3 separate regions of the Mus musculus genome follow, and all the other regions are linked to region 1. A link is a contact called in public HiChIP or PLAC-seq and promoter capture Hi-C data. All regions are on one chromosome and are shown on one strand. The core of a region is the stretch at or near the end of the contact, and the rest is flanking DNA. Distances in the headings are between cores, read along the strand shown. Region 1 holds the start of Snx4 (sorting nexin 4). Region 2 holds the start of Slc12a8 (solute carrier family 12 (potassium/chloride transporters), member 8). Region 3 overlaps Slc12a8 (solute carrier family 12 (potassium/chloride transporters), member 8).

Region 1 (3,211 bases), core at 546-3,045:
TGGAGGATAGAGGTCTGATTCATTTTAGTTTATTATTATTATTATATTTAAGTGTTTATTTATTTAGTGACAGGGTGTCTCTATGTAGCCCAGGCTGTCCTGGATCTCACTATATAGATAGCCTCTACTCAGAGATCCTCCTGTCTCTGCTTCCCAAGTTCTGGAATTAAAATCATGCACTGCCACCACCACCAGACTAGCTTGCTTTTATTTATTTATTTATTTATTTACTTTTTAATTAATTTTTTTTTTTTTGGTTTTTCAAGACAGGGTTTCTTTAGATAGCCCTGGCTGTCCTGGAACTCACTCTGTAGACCAGGCTAGCCTCAAACTCAGAAATTTGCCTGCCTCTGCCTCCCAAGTGCTGGGATTAAAGAAGTGCGCCACCACTTCCCGGCTTCTAGCTTTTATTTTTAAACAAAACAAAACAGTAGACAATAATATGGTCTCCTTCAGGCCTTACAAAGCCAGGTGTCATTTCCTCGTTGTCACCCACTGGTCAGCTCACAACGAACATCCTGCCGGCTTTAGGATCTAGTTTTCTGAGATCTCAGAAACTGGGAAAAGATCACAAGATAATGAGAACAAATCTATCCTTGTGTGATTAATAAAATAGTCTTCTGCCGGGTGGTGGTGGTGCACGCCTTTAGTCCCAGCACTCGGGAGGCAGAGGCAGGCAGATTTCTGAGTTCGAGGCCAGCCTGGTGATCTACAGAGTGAGCTCCAGGACAGCCAGGGCTACACAGAGAAACCCTGTCTCGGAAAAAAAAAAAAAAAGTCTTCTGATTTAAAAACATGTTTTCTGGGGGTTTGCCGGACCTAACTAATCCCTGGCGAACAATAAAATACCTAAATACATAAATAGTCCAGGCTCTGTAAGGAAGGAACAGGGAAAGGATAGGAGAAGGGGTCCCTGCATTAAAGAAGTCTAGAGTCTAGCTGGAGGAAGCTGGATTTAGAACAAATTATTGTAAAATAACAAGAGAAAGTGCTTTGAGCATGAATGGAACTTTGCCACCAAGCCAGGGAGAAAACTCCAGGAGGAAGAAATTGTGCTTCACAACCCGGAAAAGGATGTTTGGCAAGAATCAGTTTTGGTCCGAGACCAGGTTTTGTACAAAAATACCAACCCAAAGGTCCCATATTTAGGCTACAGTCAGTGAACATTTCTCTTCAGGTCACCACAGGGAATCTTGCCAAGGGGTAGGTTCAGGAAATTACAAGAGACTTGTAGAAAATTAAATTGCTTTAGCGTCTAAAGTTTAAACACTTACTTAACAATGGCGCTCTCCAGCCTGCTTCAGCCATCTTACCTCTCAAATCTTTAGGCGTTATCTTTTGCTGAATGCGTTACTCAACTCTCTAAAAGTTAATAATTGATGCTGCTCTGGTCTTTGCGAGGGGAAACGGAATTGTGAATGCAAGGTAAGGGCGATGGTCACAAGACAATCTCCCTTTCTTTTTAATGACACAATTACTTGAGGGGATCGCCAATCTGAGTGGCTTCTGCACTTCTTGAGTTCACTTCACTTTAGTTTCTTTATGTCTTTACCGGCTCTCCCAGATTACCAGTTTTGTAGCCAACCCTCTGTAGTCGCCCTAGCTTTCCCCTACCTCCCTCGGTCGCAGGTCTTGGCTGGTGGTCCAGCGTTCTGGGGTCTCCGCTGCCTAGGAGGAGTTTCTGTGGGCAGGGGCGGGACTACCGAGAGCGCAGGGCGGAGCTACCACAAGCAGAGGGCGGGGCGGCTGGAGTCAAGGCCCCGCGCAGGCGCACTGGACTCGCGGTGCCAAACTACAGCTATGGAGCAGGCACCTCCGGACCCCGAGAAGCTCTTGCAGCCTGGACCCCTGGAGCCGCTGGGTGGCCCTGGCGCTGTGCTGGAGGCCGCGGTCGGTGAGGAGAACGAGGGCACCCGAGAAGACGGCTCAGGGGTCGACACGGTGAGGAGAGGGGCGGCGGAGGCTTCCGGTCTGGGGCCGGGCCTAGCGGGCCGGGCCGGGCCGCCCTGGCTGGGTCTGGTGGGTGCGGTCCCGAGACCGGAGGATGACCCGATGCGGAGTGGAAATGGACTCACAGGCGCGGCGTGCCGGAGCGCCGCGTGGGCGTTGTCACGCGTGTCCGTGGTGGCGTGGCCCGCGGTGTCAGTGGGCGCGTCCCCCGGGGTCTGGCCCTGAAGAGGCTCGCTGCTGTTTCCGGCCGGCCGAGGGGGTCGCTGGGAGGCGGCTACACCCTTGGTGAGAGGCGAGTGTGCGCAGTAAGGGGGGCTTGGCCTATGGACACGTCGGGAAATAGACATCAGCGTCACGTTAAAGAGAAGGGACAGAGGAAGAAACATTTGTTGAACTCTCCATTTAGCTGTAATGTCGTTATAATGTTTCCTCCTGCAATCCCCGCCCCTCGGTGATAACTGGTGTTTCTCACCTTTTGAGTTAAGGGAGTGTCGCGTTGTCAATCTGTGAGTGCATCCATCCAAAGGGTCGTGACGGATTTGTAGACTCTGATGAACAAATGTTTAGGAAACTCATTAGCGCCCTGTATTTGAACTCCCTGACCCTCAGTTGCTCAGCCCCTGTCCAGCCATTTTGCTGTTGCCCCCTCACCCCCAGTAGGTATTCATGCTAAGGTAACCCGTACATTTTTATGATTGATGCGTCTCTAGAGAGGACTAAGTTTCGAGAGAGCTAACCAGGAACTTCTCAGCAGTTGGAGGTTTTGACTACTTAAACCATTTATGTGTGCTTATAAGTTAAAGACTTTAACTTTTTGTTTGTTTGTTTGTTTTGTGTTTTTTCGAGACAGGGTTTCTCTGTATATAGCCCTGGCTGTCCTGGAACTCACTCTGTAGACCAGGCTGGCCTCGAACTCAGAAATCTGCCCTCTCCCCTCCCAGGAGTGCTGGGATTAAAGGCGTGCACCACCACGCCCGGCTAAGACTTTGATTTTTGAGAACAGTTTTAAGGTCGCTGTAGAATTGAAAGAGAAATGGGGAGATTTTCCCGTATACTCAGTTCTCATATTCAGACTTGTGCCTTGTCCACGCTTCTTACCAGACTCGTTTATGTTATACGCGGTGAGGCCAGGTTGTCACCCAAAGTCCATAGTTTACACACTGTCACATGAACTTTTAAGTGTCCTAAAAAATCCTCTACGCTGCCTGTTCTTCTCTGTCCCTCTCCTGTTGTTCTTTCCTTTTTCTTTTCTTCATTCCTG
Region 2 (2,913 bases), core at 380-2,879, 270 kb after region 1:
CAAAACTGAAAACAAAACCCCACAAAGGAATGAAAACCCAATCTGCTTGTATGCTGATGTATACAACATAGAAAGGACTTTGGGGGTGTGCTGCTCACGTGTGACAAGCCAGGCACAAAACGATAATAAATGTTGTTGTATTCCATTTAGAGGCCAGTTATATTCAGAGTAGACAGAAAGACAGACAGTGCATGGGGACACCATGGGTGGGGAGTGGCAGAATGTGTGTTTTCTGTATGGGGTGATGAAAAAAACGTCTTGGGTGTAGTGATGATGGATCTTTGAGCACCAAACACTGGGAGCAAGATTTTCCACACTGTTAAAATGGCCCAGACTGCAAACTTTACATAAGACACCTTCACAGGAACAACTTCCCTGGAGCAGCAAAGAGAGGAGAGGGCGCCACCAGTGTTCCCGGGCTTTGCCTTCCCTTTTGTTTTAAAAGAACAGCCTCTATTTTTAGGGATTCCACACAAAGGCTTGTGGGCGTGGGAAGTACTCCCAGCTGCCCTCCTGTTTCTCAGAAACCCACATGGAAGCCTGGCAAGTTATTTAAGGTTTAGGAACTATGCCAGATTGAAAATGGAGATAATTTAATCTCTCTGTATGTTAATTCCCACCCCTCGTCCTGCAACCCGAGGTGGCTCAGTGGTCCTGCTGAAGTGGTGAGGGTCAGCCCCCCACCCCCGCCTCTCAGCATGCCCGGGCCGCATTCTGGAAGCTCCATTTCCTGCCAGTTCGGTGTCACCTGACTGAACCACCGCCCTTCGGACAGGGGGTGCTCAGGGCCTGGGTCTCTAGTCCAGATGCTCGAGTCCGGACGCTGGGGCGGGGTCGCCCGAGATGCAGGGCAGGTGGCCAGGAGCGCTTGCGGCCACGTGGCAGGACCGGGTGGGGCGGGCGTGGCCTCCGGAGCCTGAGTAGGAGCAGGTGAGGGTGCGGGCACTGCTCTGTGGAGGGGAAGAGTGGCTGGGGTCGCAAGGACCTGACTCTGGTGCCCAGAGCCTCATCCCGCAGCCCTCAGATCTTTTTAGGGTGATGTGTCCCAAAGGAATCTTGCCCTATTCCTCTCCCCACGAGTCTCCTGCAGGATGGGGAGCACGGCCAGTTGCCTCAGCCCTTCTCCCTCCCTCTCTTTTTTCTTTCAAATGTCATGGGGCAAGGTCCCTGGCCTCAGGAAAGCCAGATCAACTCCTCTGGTGGGCCAGAACTGTACTTTTCTGACATCTTTTTCTTACCTGCCCTATTCTGGCCAGGGTCCAGGGGCCTCTCAAGACAGCCGCCAGCCCTCTGGCTCTGCCTCCAGTACACTCTGCCTGCACTCACCACCAGACACGGGTTCCAGCAAGACCCCAAATGTCCTTGCTCTGAACAAAGGGTTCCCAAGGCACTGGGGAAAAGAGTGTAGGACTATGTCTTTAAGGGCTAGGCAGCTGAGCAGTCAGCCTAGACCATTCCCCAATATTCAGGAGTTCAGGGAGTAGGGAGTGAACTATAGGAGTTCCTGTGACCCCAGGACAACGGGAAATGATCAGGCGGGCTCTGAACCATAAATGAGGTTCTGAAGAGAGCAGTGGGGAGGAGTCCCCAGATGGGGCCAACAAGGTTTCTACTTCACCCACGACCTTTCTCAGTGCAGAGGAAGCTGGACAGGCAAGAAGCAGCAAGGGAGGGAGGGAGGGCCTGGCCTGACAGAGTGATGTTTGCTTTCCAGAGTGGTCTCCCTATCTAGATAAAAGTATCAGAACCTCACTTCCTGGAGAATGGCCCAGAGGTCTCCGCAAGAACTCTTCCACGAGGCAGCCCAGCAGGTAAGTCTGGTTACAGGGGTGGTGGTGGAGCTGGCAGAGGCCATCAGACAGACAGGTGCCAGCAGAGGGGGGGTCTGTGGCAGTGCAGTATTTTCAAAGCAGTTATCTCAGGTTTACTTAGGCGTTGAGGGAATACCTCGGACAGCAGTTAACCGTGCAGAAAGTCTCCTTTGGCATTAGCTGTAATGTACTCCGCTCTCTGCCCTCCACCCCATCATGGGAAGAATGCCACGAGTGGAGGCTGAGACTCAAATGATATGAACTCCCTTTAATAACAAATCAGATCAAAGTCAGAAGGTAAGTTTATTTCTAGAAAAGCTAATCTACGGAAATCAGGGGGTTTCTGGACTCCCTGATGTCTGCTGGTTTTGTTTTTATTAAGTCCTTCTTGTTGGTTATTAGTGTGTGTGTGTGTGTGTGTGTGTGTGTGTGTGTGTGTAGTGTGTAGTGTAAAATATTCCATTTGTGGTCGATGGTTGATATAGAATTGAAGGATTAATCCCTTAAATGAAAGCCCACACCTTGGTGCTTATGGGGTCTCTGCCATCCGTGTTCAGTCACCTTGGTGTTTCATTGCCCCCTGGGTTTCCTTTATGCTTTGTAGTGAGAGGCAGGGAGGTGTTCCTGCACTGCAAGAGAGGGGAGTAAGCCCTTCAGCAGGAGAAAGAATATATATTTCAAGAACAAGGTCTAGAGCTGAAAGTCCGGAGGTGGTAGGGGCATCCAAGCCACATGTTAACCCTTTTCATGTGTGCACAGATGCCAGTGAAGGCGTGCTGCCTGCTGACCAGCAGGCGGTAAATGCTCCATAAACATATGACAAGGAGTGGCAGAACTAGGCTGAAGTCAGTTAATGACTTTGTAATGCAGTTGGGGGATGATCTAGTCTCCAAGTAACAGTATTATATGTTAACACATTGGTGCTAGTCTGTGTCATTAAAAACAAAATTAAAAACAGAATAAAACGAAACAAAAAAACCTTTGCTTTCATTTCTGAGTCCTCAAAAATTCTGTGCCAGACCATAGGGGATGCACCTGGTTAGTCAGGTGACCAAAGCCAGGAGTGGAAGGAGTCTAAGACCAAGGCTTTTGCTGGGGATTA
Region 3 (2,979 bases), core at 6-2,505, 330 kb after region 1:
GGCCTCTGCTGGCACCAGAACTTATATTTTCTCAGCTAGGCTGGAAGCCAGCAAGCCTCTATAACCCTCCTGTCTCCTCACCCTCATTGCTGAGGTTCTAGGCATCTATCTGCAGGGAAACCCAACTTGTGACAGGGATGCCGGAGGAATTTTGTTCTCATGACTGTAGGATAAGTTTTCCTGCCCTCTGAGTAAATTCTTTGGCTCTCTGCCTATTAAAATCTGGATTCTGGAGTGTTGAACTCAGGTCCCCTTGTTTGCCAGGCAAGTAGGTTACCAGCTACGCTTGCTTTCTAGCCACCACTTCATCCCTTTTCATGGCTGAATGATATTCCATTCCCCAAGTACACTACATTTTGTTTATGCCTTCTCCGGTTGTGAACACTTGGCTTGATCCCAAATGTTACTCTTAAGAATATTTTATGTTTTTGCATGTATCATGTGGTGAGACAGTATAGCCATACCAGAAAAATAGCTATCTGGTACATAATGGAAAAATAGTCAAATAGCCCCACAATAACAATACATATGATTGCTGCTACGGGGCCTGTGAGGACACATAGGGCTTGTTGAGTGGAGGCTTAGATTCCCTGGGTCCTGCCCTTACCTGACCAGCTGCCAATCTTGTGATATAGGACTCACTTTTCCTGGGCCTCAGCATCTCCATCTATAAAATGGGTGTCAGGGTAGAGTCCCTGGACCGTTCTCAGGTTCTGTGATGCTGCGCTGTCATCCATGAGATTCACTCTGTCACTGTTGTCTGTTTTCTGTGTTGCTGGGAATTGAACCCAGGGCCTTGTTCATGTTGAACACACGCTTTACCACTGATGTGCATACCCAGCTCCATGCCATGGGATTCTAGGGAGGCTTTCTGATTTGTTTCCTGGTTGGGATTGGCTTGGAGACTTGCGAGGCAGGAGCTGTGTGTTTCAGTGTGTCAGCCTGCTGCACAGCAGGAGTGTATCTCTGAGATGGTCCTGTGCACTACAAGGCCACTTGGCATCCTCAGCCATCTGCCTAGGGAGCATAGCCACATAGAAGTGGGGCAGGGGATGGACTTCTGGGTCAGAATTCCCCAGTGGCATGGAGCTGAGAGTGGGTAGCTAATTGGAGGAGGCTTGGGGTGGGGTGAGGGGTAAAATGGCTTAGAATTCTGTTGGGGAGGTCAGGTCAGAAGTTTAAGCATGGGAAGTGGATGCCAGAGGCAGGGACAGCCAGAAGGAGCAAGTGGTGACTGGGAGGAACCCACAGCTAGGGTGGAGACTTCCTGTCCAGCAGCCCCTTGTCCTGGCAGGAGAGCACATTCCTTTACCCCAGGAGATAAGAGGCCAGCTTTTCCTTTCTCAGGGAATCCTTCAGGCTGAGAGTTACACAGGCCAGGCCTCTGGGGGTGGGGGGTGGGTGGGGGAATCTGGGGCCACAGTGGGTGGGACCTCTCTAGTCCCCAAAGCAGGGCCCTAGTTGCCCCTGGAGCTCCTGGCTCCCTGCCAGGTCTCCCTGCATCCTTGGGATAGTTGTGAAGCCAGCACAGTGTTAGAATCTGCCCTGGGCCCCTCTCTCTGGGATTCCTACCTCACTGAGAAAATGTGCCAGGCTGTTGACAGCTTAAATGTCCAGCTGGGACAGCACTCCACATGGGATCTGGCACAAGCTTGGCTGCCCCAGTAGCTACTGCTTTCCTCTCCTTAAGGTGACGCTTTCTTCTTAGAGCCCAAGTCAGGCTTTGTCCTCATTTCTGGCATTTTTTTTTTAAAGATTTATTTATTTATTTTATGTATACGAATGCAGTGTAGCTGTACAGATGGTTGTGAGCCTTCATGTGGTTGTTGGGAAATTGTATTTTTAGGACCTCTGCTGGCTCCAATCAACCCTGCTCACTCTGGCCCAAAGGGTTATTTATTATTATACATAAATATACTGTAGCTGTCTTCAGACACCCCAGAAGAGGGAGTCAGATCTCATTACGCATGGTGGTGAGCCAACATGTGGTTGCTGGGAATTGAACTCAGAACCTCTGGAAGAGCAGTCAGTACTGAGCCATCTCTCCAGCCCCCAAGTACTTTTAAAAACAGAGGCCATTGGTCATAGAAGGCACAATTTGGCTGTTAGAAGCCATCTTGCAATAGGAAACGTTCAGCTTCCCTTCCACAAGGAAGAATGCTCAGCTCAGAGGAACCAGGCTGCTCTTTCAGAGTGTAGAGGTGGCAAGGGTTCAGTTGCTGGACACTTAGTCACTCCCCCATCAGAGCAGAGCATCTACCCCTCCTCCTCTGGCCCTTCATCCCCTTGGATGCGAGAATGTGTGTATGTGTGTGTGTGTATGTGTGTGTGTGTGTGGGGGGGGGTTGGTGGGGGTGTTACTGCTTCCTGGCAGCCTGTCCCGCTCAGGGTGGAGGCCTTCCCCAGGGACAGAGGAGGCTCCAGGCTGCTTTCCTTGGGTAATCTGGGTGGACCCTGCAGGCCCAGCCCCATTTCACGTTTCCCTTCTGGCCCCTGCTGAATGTCCAGCCCTCTCTTCATGTTTTCTCTCTGGGTGGAGTCTCAGACTTGGAGACCTCATTCACTCCTCCACAACCCCTCCTCGAACGACCAAAGTTACCAGGGATGAGGCTAGAGTGCAGGTTGAGGGCTGCTCCCAGCTCACTGCCCAGAGTTCCCTGGGGCCTCTTTCAAACCTGTCCTATCTCCTCTTTCTTCTCTGCAGGCCCATTAGCTGTACACACTGGATATGGTCTATCCTTTTTAGGATTTTCTTTGAGGCCACCTCTTACTCTGAAGCCAGCCTCGAACTCTTCAAGCACCTGCCTCAGTTTGAGGTCCCCGGCAAGCCCCACCACATCCAGCTCAAAACACTCTTACTGGACACCTCTAATTGTCCTGGGCAGGGGGAATCCATCATATATGGCCTTGGCAGTATCTGGGGTTTCTCTTCGTTTGACTCTTGCGTCTTCTAAATATTCTGCTTCTGTCCTGCACACT

What was found. HiChIP or PLAC-seq counts read pairs in DNA pulled down with a chosen protein or histone mark. Capture Hi-C pulls out chosen DNA fragments and counts their contacts.
Region 2: a promoter capture Hi-C map of adipose tissue shows a contact between it and region 1. The contact joins the promoter of Slc12a8 here to the promoter of Snx4 in region 1. A contact is called at or near these places in 3 of 39 promoter capture datasets (cranial neural crest, embryonic stem cells and liver), 3 of 115 datasets of contacts at active chromatin or transcription factors (embryonic stem cells, epiblast stem cells and pancreatic cancer cells) and 1 of 9 other capture datasets (adipose tissue).
Region 3: a contact with region 1 is called in an H3K27ac HiChIP or PLAC-seq map of extraembryonic endoderm stem cells. The contact joins the enhancer-like site here to the promoter of Snx4 in region 1. A contact is called at or near these places in 3 of 39 promoter capture datasets (the 3T3-L1 cell line, embryonic stem cells and hippocampal neurons) and 3 of 115 datasets of contacts at active chromatin or transcription factors (extraembryonic endoderm stem cells, memory CD8 T cells and pancreatic cancer cells).

The regions. Positions count from the first base shown.
Region 1 is chr16:33,249,661-33,252,871 of GRCm38.p6, forward strand. Snx4 (sorting nexin 4) reads left to right here and starts at 1,796. Exons shown (of 14, transcript NM_080557.2): 1 at 1,796-1,941. The coding sequence starts at 1,801.
Region 2 is chr16:33,516,566-33,519,478 of GRCm38.p6, forward strand. It overlaps Slc12a8 (solute carrier family 12 (potassium/chloride transporters), member 8), which reads left to right and starts at 1,630. Exons shown (of 13, transcript NM_134251.3): 1 at 1,630-1,811. The coding sequence starts at 1,764.
Region 3 is chr16:33,579,561-33,582,539 of GRCm38.p6, forward strand. All of the region lies in intron 4 of Slc12a8 (solute carrier family 12 (potassium/chloride transporters), member 8), which reads left to right. Among named protein-coding and RNA genes, the nearest start is that of Slc12a8, 63 kb to the left of the region's middle. Within about 2 kb of position 1,256, at least 94 of the 459 cell types and tissues checked have an H3K27ac peak or open chromatin away from gene starts, as enhancers often do. A contact at or near this core is called in extraembryonic endoderm stem cells and pancreatic cancer cells, where this site is marked.